Regions from separate parts of the Zea mays genome. Here region 2 is linked to region 1. Evidence: chromatin contacts called from public Hi-C data. All regions are on one chromosome and are shown on one strand. Each heading gives the region's core, a stretch centred on a gene start, on an enhancer-like site or on the middle of the called end of the contact. The rest is flanking DNA. Distances are from core to core; before and after follow the strand shown. Region 1 has its middle 16 kb from the start of LOC100383070. Region 2 holds the start of LOC103646329 (hapless 8).

Evidence for each region. A called contact is a pair of places that touch in the nucleus more often than the background predicts.
Region 2: a Hi-C map of seedling shows a contact between it and region 1, with 10 times the contacts expected there. The contact joins the promoter of LOC103646329 here to the enhancer-like site in region 1. A contact is called at or near these places in 11 of 25 Hi-C or Micro-C datasets (bundle sheath, ear, endosperm and 2 more) and 2 of 3 datasets of contacts at active chromatin or transcription factors (leaf and seedling).

Annotation. Positions count from the first base shown.
Region 1 is chr2:40,387,145-40,390,555 of Zm-B73-REFERENCE-NAM-5.0, reverse strand. No RefSeq gene overlaps it. Among protein-coding and RNA genes, the nearest start is that of LOC100383070, 16 kb to the right of the region's middle. Within about 2 kb of position 1,970, at least 15 of the 20 cell types and tissues checked have an H3K27ac peak or open chromatin away from gene starts, as enhancers often do. A contact at or near this core is called in ear, leaf and seedling, where this site is marked.
Region 2 is chr2:40,564,106-40,567,419 of Zm-B73-REFERENCE-NAM-5.0, reverse strand. LOC103646329 (hapless 8) reads right to left here and starts at 1,570. Exons shown (of 4, transcript XM_008671062.3): 1 at 1,052-1,570; 2 at 1-191. The coding sequence starts at 5.

The DNA of each region.
Region 1 (3,411 bases), core at 721-3,220:
AACATGTTGTTTCTGCCATAAGAATGAAATAACTAACCATTTATTCTTTGAGTGTCCCCTTGCTTGCTTTATAAGGACTGTATTACACATAACCACGAGAAAAGAGCAACCTAATTGTGTGAAACATATTTTTAGCTTTTGGAAACTGAAACCCTTGTTTATGCTAGGAGCGGCTGCTATTTACTGGTCACTTTAGTTGGATAAAAATGACTTGGTTTTTAAGGAAAAAGAATGTGCTTTCTTCTATACAGGTTATTCGTATGGCGACCCATTACCTCTCAAGATGGGCTATGCTACAACATGTGCATTTGTTGGAGTGGGTTGCGAAGGGATCATAACTTTTTATGCAAGTAGCCAAGGTTTCTTCTTCCAAGCACATGGGGTGGTGATCTAGCCTTCATACTGAAGGTCACTAGAGTGTTATTTATGTTTTTCTTTTCTTGATGTGATTTTGTGTGTTCAATAGAAGTCAGAAATTGGCTCAGACTTCATATTTTATTGATGTACTTGTCTTATTTATTAATAACATTGCTTCCTTTATCGAAGAAAAATGTTGTTGGGCCTCAAAAGTTCGAGATGCTCAAGAGGAGACTAAAGTAAACTAATCTAAAAGTTCTTACAACAAATAAATTCTACCAAATAACTCATCACCTTTGTGTCTAAAGTGTTATATATTTTCAACATAAACATTGCAATTCCACTATTGTAAAAAACAAGAATTTAATTGGATAGAAGTAAATGCTCATGGTAAAAAAAGTTTGAAACACGACGATATTTTCTCACGATATTGAAGAATCAGCACTCACCACTAGACCTCGTTGGCTCCCTATTGATCCTCGCAAAGATCAAGTGTTCCTTCCGTGTTGATTCTTCGCCACACTTGCACGTTAAATCACATCCAATGGAGGTAGCAGTGGGTTTCTAAAAAAACAAGAGTTACATTCTTTTATGAACAAAGGGAGTATAGAATAAAATATATAGGCATATAATATTAACAATAATAGTTCATAAAATTTAATATGCTTATTAGTAAATATTTAACAACTAAATATATTAATTAGGCAATCATTATTTATATAATATTTATCATAAATTGATAAATTATATTGTAGTTCACATAAAGAAAAAATAAACTAAACAATAAAACAATTTGCAAAAAAATTAGATTTAAACTAAATTAGGAAAATGGTAAAAGTAATTTAATATTTATGCATCATAATAGTATTAAATTAGGCAACGACTAATGTGCAATCGAGTCTTATATGTAAGCGTGCAACCAAGAGACTCTGGATCCGTTGGATCGCGAATCGCGATCCAACCGTATATCACATTTAATAATTAAATCTTTCCACCACTGGCTCACGTAGATTTTATGGGAAAAACCGCGACAAATAACAGATATATCTTTGGTTAGATCATAATCCAATTGACCATGAGTTTTACTTGCACACTTGCACATAAGATCTCATTACACATTAGTCGTCGTCATTAAATTAATACTAAAAGTTACTTACAGATATTCTTCCAAATAGTTTTAGTACACCGTTAGTAATATTAAAAATAATAATTAGTCATCAGTTATATGGAAAACTTTTTAAATAGATTTATTATACTTTCTTTTTTGTATGAATACAAATAAATGTTTCCTATTTCTATCGAATAAAGGATTTAAAGTCGTATAGAGAGAAAAAAATGCTAAACAACCAATTTAATACACCTATTCAATATTCATTTCAGAAACGAATAGGGATACAAATTTCCATAAAGTATTAACGGATAGGGACTGGTAATTCAGCAGACATATAATTCCATCCCTAGTCTATAGGAGTAGCCTGTAGCGGTGAGACAGATTATTAGTGGTACGGAGGTCCTCAATAATTGGCACCGCGGGATCAGATTACTGTGCAGTAGTCGATCTCCGTGCAGCGGTGTGGGGGCGACGCCACAGGGCAGCCCACAGGCTTTTGTGTCAGGCCTTCACTGTGGCGTTCGTACCTTCGCCGAGCTGAGCCTGAGCAGCAGTGGCCAGCCGAGCGCCCGAGCCGGCTGGGCTGCCGGCCATGGATTGGGACTTGGGAGATGGTCGAACTGGAGCACCGCGCGTGGGAGGCACGTAGTACAGCCTGCTGATTTGACGCCGGCCATTGGCTGCTTCGTCCTCTCATCAGTACGCCGTCTGCCGGCTGCTGCAAGATGTGTCGCTGGACCTCTGGTGGCTGGTCTGATCGATCGGACGTCTCCATTAGCTCCTGCTGACCTTGTTGAGTTGTAGGCAATGGCAATGAGGTCCTCAAACAGTTTCCTCATCTATAGGTAGTAGTAGAGATGGCAATGGGTACCCGAAACCCGAAACCCGATGGGTTTTTACCCCATTAGGGTACGGGTTTGGGTCAATTTTCATACCCATGGGTTTGTTAATGGGCATAAATCTGTACCTAGCGGGTTTATGGGTACGGGTTTGTTCCTATAGTACCCAAACCCGTGAACCCATGGGTTTTTTAAACCCGACCAAACCTAGTGCATATTGTCATTTTATTTTTCATAAACGAACAGCAAACTTGTTATTCCTTATTTACTTCATAATTTTTATTAATTGGTGAATGTATTAGTAGTCGGTGAGAGTGTTGCTTGCTTGCTATTATAGTTTTTAATAGCGTTATATATGTGGTGGATGGATAACTTAGTGCAAGGTCACTTAATTATACAACTTATTATTTGTATTTCATTCTCTCTACTAATAATTTTTATATCAAATTATGAACTCGTTGTTCATTACATAGATTTTGGATCATTATATCATTAATCATTACGATACTTATTGATTATGAGAAGAACAAGTATATTGGAGATGAAACTCGCGGGTAACCCATGGGTACCCGTTAACCCGATGGGTACGGGTTTGGGCAAAATCTCAAACCCGTCATGGGTACGGGTTTTTTAATGGGCATAGATATTTTTCACGGGTACGGGTTTGGGACGGCAAAACCCAGCGGGTTTGTACCCGTTGCCATCTCTAGGTAGTAGTACTACTCGATGAAGAAGCGAGACGCCAAGACTGACTAGTTGACAGCGTCCCTTGCTGCAGTGGGAAGCCGTAGAACAAAAATAAACAAACAATTAATGCAGGCGTCCGTTTATTTCGCCGTGGAAGAAAAAGATTGCGACTTTTCGTCATGGAGTACCGGCTAGTATGAGATCATTCTTAGTGGTGGTGAGTTTCCATGCATTGTTTTGATGCTGTCACATCAAATTTAAACTAAATAATTATGTATAGATGGTTTTATCCAGATAAAACTATATTATCTCTATAAAATTATTTATCAGCTTAATTGGATGCCTGCGCTCTCGCTCCAGCGAGGGTGGCCGAGCGGATACGCCGGTTTTGGATGTATATATGGATGTGGGTAAAAT
Region 2 (3,314 bases), core at 321-2,820, 180 kb before region 1:
AACATCTGATGAACGCCTTCGCTGCTCCCTCCAGATCTGCGGCTGCTACAGTCGGCACCGAGAACCCAATAGCTGTGAAGCGATTGGGCCTGCTCTTATTCTTGCACTCCAGCATACCAAGTTGGTAAGTTCAACAGGTGGATAGAACAAGAAACTTCACTTCCTTGTCCGTCCACTATCTCATCAGGCACCTGCAGAGAGAAAGCAAGGCACATATTATTTCATGTCCAACCAAACCAGCTGTTCTTTGGGAATCCAATGGCATGATTTTATGCTGATAGATGCAGCAAGTGAGGTATGGATGCCAGAGAGGAGAGGAGACACGCGGAGGGGGCTGCTCTCGAAGTAGCACAGAGCACATGAAATATCATCCCGGGGCAAGGTGGACGAGCGAGCGAGTCTTTGAGCAGATTAAGGGGAAGCCTACACGGATCATGCAGCTCTCGCAAAGGATTTGCAGTAAGGGAAGAGCAGTGAAGGAGACATGAACAGTTGCCAAGCACTGGAGGGTAGCTTGTATGGTAGTGCTTTCTTGATGGGGAAATAAATAGCAAAAGAAGAAAAGAGGAAAGGGAGCTTAATAACTAAGATTTGGCGAGAAATCAAGAAAAAAGAAACGATTTTCCCGTCGCTTCATCACTGGCCTAATCGGGGATTTCTGTAAGGACGAGGAGCCATGGGAGCACGTAGAGGAAGGAGTTCGAGAACGGGGGGGCCGTAATCCGTACCAAATCTGCAGAAAGCAGATGCAAGGGATCGAGAATCTTTGGCCGTAGCCAAGAACAAAACAAGCAAGCACGAAAAGCAGCGGAGATCTAGCGGTCACAGGCAGCGAGAGAAGCACGAGGAATCCCAGCTCCGCCCGAAGAGAGAGAGATCCAGTCTGCAGACGCCAATCTTCCAGTTCCAGCGACGAATCTGGTAAGGGGGAGCGACGCGCAAGAGCAAGGAAAAACCGCGCGGATTCAAGTCAAGCAAAAAATCGAGAACCGCCCACGGAAACCACACCGCACGCACGAACTCGGAGGAAGAACACCGGCAGTTCTCTCACCTTCCGTTCCTTCTTCACAGGCGCTCCCCGGGCGGCGCGCGCGATGGAGAGAGCATCCTGCCGGTAGATCCACGCAGCGAGCAGACGGGGAGGAGGGTGAGGGTCTCGGAGCTCTGTGGTGGTGGAGGTTTTGATTTCTGGGGACTGGAAGCAGACGGGGGGGAGAGGTGAGGGAGGAGGAGCGAGGCAAGGCAAAAGGGGAAGAAATGGCTGCCGATTTTCTTTGTTGGCTTCCCACCACCACTTTCTCTCTCCTAGTCCCACGCTGCCTGCCTAGCCGGGAAAAAAAATTAAAGGAGAGAGAAGGAAACACCAACCACTCACACATCAAAGGCATCTGGTTCTCCACCAAGCCAGCCAAAGGCGGGGCTGGCTGGCTGTACCATTAACAGCAGCAGCTCGAGAGAGAGCGCGTGTAGTATTTGCTTTTGGAGCGAGAAAAGAAAAGGAGCCCCGGACCTGTGAGAGAGAGAGGGGAGCGCTGAGGCAGGAAAATGAGTGGTTTTTTTCTGCGGCCCTGTCCTATCCTACACCAACTATATTATTATTTTTTTCGACGCTGCTCGAGTGCTTTCTCTCTCTCTTTTGTTGTCTTGTTGATTGTATGGGGTGAAGCGCCAACCTTTGGTCCCCTCCTTAACGAATACTCCAAGAATGCCACCGATGGCTTGTCTATTTCTTCCAAGCAGGTACTCGCTCACGTAGGCATATTTTGCCCATTCGGACGAATCTATTTTTAATCGACCACAATTATTCAGTTTTATTTTTTTACCACAAACTTATATTTAAGAATCAACATTCTTTGACAACGGAACCATCGATAGTAGTGCATAAATTTGCCATCTATCTGGTTTCAACGTGATTAATGTTTATAGAAATAGGGGATCTATTTTACTCTCTAAAAAACCAGGACTAACTTATTTAAATTAGAAAAAAAAAATACAACAGTATATCTTCTGGTTTTAATTGCAAACATAATGCGACGCTAGGAGCTACTTGTTTTTACTATTGAAAATACAAAATCATCTTAGAATCACCTAAATTTGTCAGTTGTTGATATTTCAATGCTAAGGCTGTCTGCAGCAACTTCCACTAAATTTCATTCCTTAAATAAATATTCTCTGTCCTTTACAGCACACTCTAAAAGATTCTATTCTCTATATCTTCTCCAGCTACAACAATATCCTCTAAATTTTGTTCTCTATATATTACTCTATATATTACACGTCTATATTTTTCTTATAAATTTTCAAAACAATATTTTTTATAAAATTTAGAGATGTTTACATATTCCAATTTGTTTTTTCAATTCGTATTAATAAATATAGTTTGCAACTCTACCTCACCCTCCTATTCGCACGGTAGAAAAACAGCAGTTTTCGTCTTCAAGTGGCTCCGCGACGCATCGCAAACCTTCCTCCATATTGTTGACCATCGCCGGCCGACCTCCGCGCCATGGCAGCCAAGCTCCTTCACCATGGTTCTCCTCCTCGTCGGTCGATCTCCGGAGCGTGGTGGTGGTTGAGGGCCTCCGCGCCATTGCATCTGACTACCTCCGCGCTGTGGCTCCTCCATGACCAGATTTCCTGTCGTCGTAGCCGAGGTCGTCCGCGCTTGTCTTCTTCCTCTTCGACGGAGCTCCGTAGTGGTAGCAAAGGCCTCCGCTCCTCTGTGCTGATCTTCCTCCCCGATCGAGCTCCGGTGTGCGGTGGCAGCCGAGGTCCTCCACGCTGATGCTCGTCCCATGGCAACCTGATGTTTGTTGTCGCAGCCAAGCTCCATCTATAGCGTGTTCATCGGAGATGAGGACAACCCATGCGGCAGCTACTCCCCGACTGTCACTCGCTCCGCTCGGATGGATAGCAGATGGACAGAGAAACTCTAGATTTACCGGACGTCGTGCTTCCTCTATATTTTAGCAGACGGTTTAGCGCTCCTTGCTGGACGTGCACTAGACGTTTGTGTCTGCTTCATTTACCGGACAGGAGGCTTTATCGGCCCTTGCTGGAGACAGCCTAAAGATCCATAGTTCTCAAACCGTGCGGCGAAAACAAACTCGGCCCAAAAGGCCCAAAACTTATCTATATCTCTACTACACTTAAAACATCAGTTTCAACGGTCATCCTACGTCATCTTTTTAAAAAAGTCCCTACATTTCTTCCAAATCAACTCAGCGTAAAATGTTAAAAAGCGATGTAGTTGGTGGGGTTTGAACCCACACCCTGATGAAAGAAGGGTGAGTGAGGGAGACACTGGGCAAATC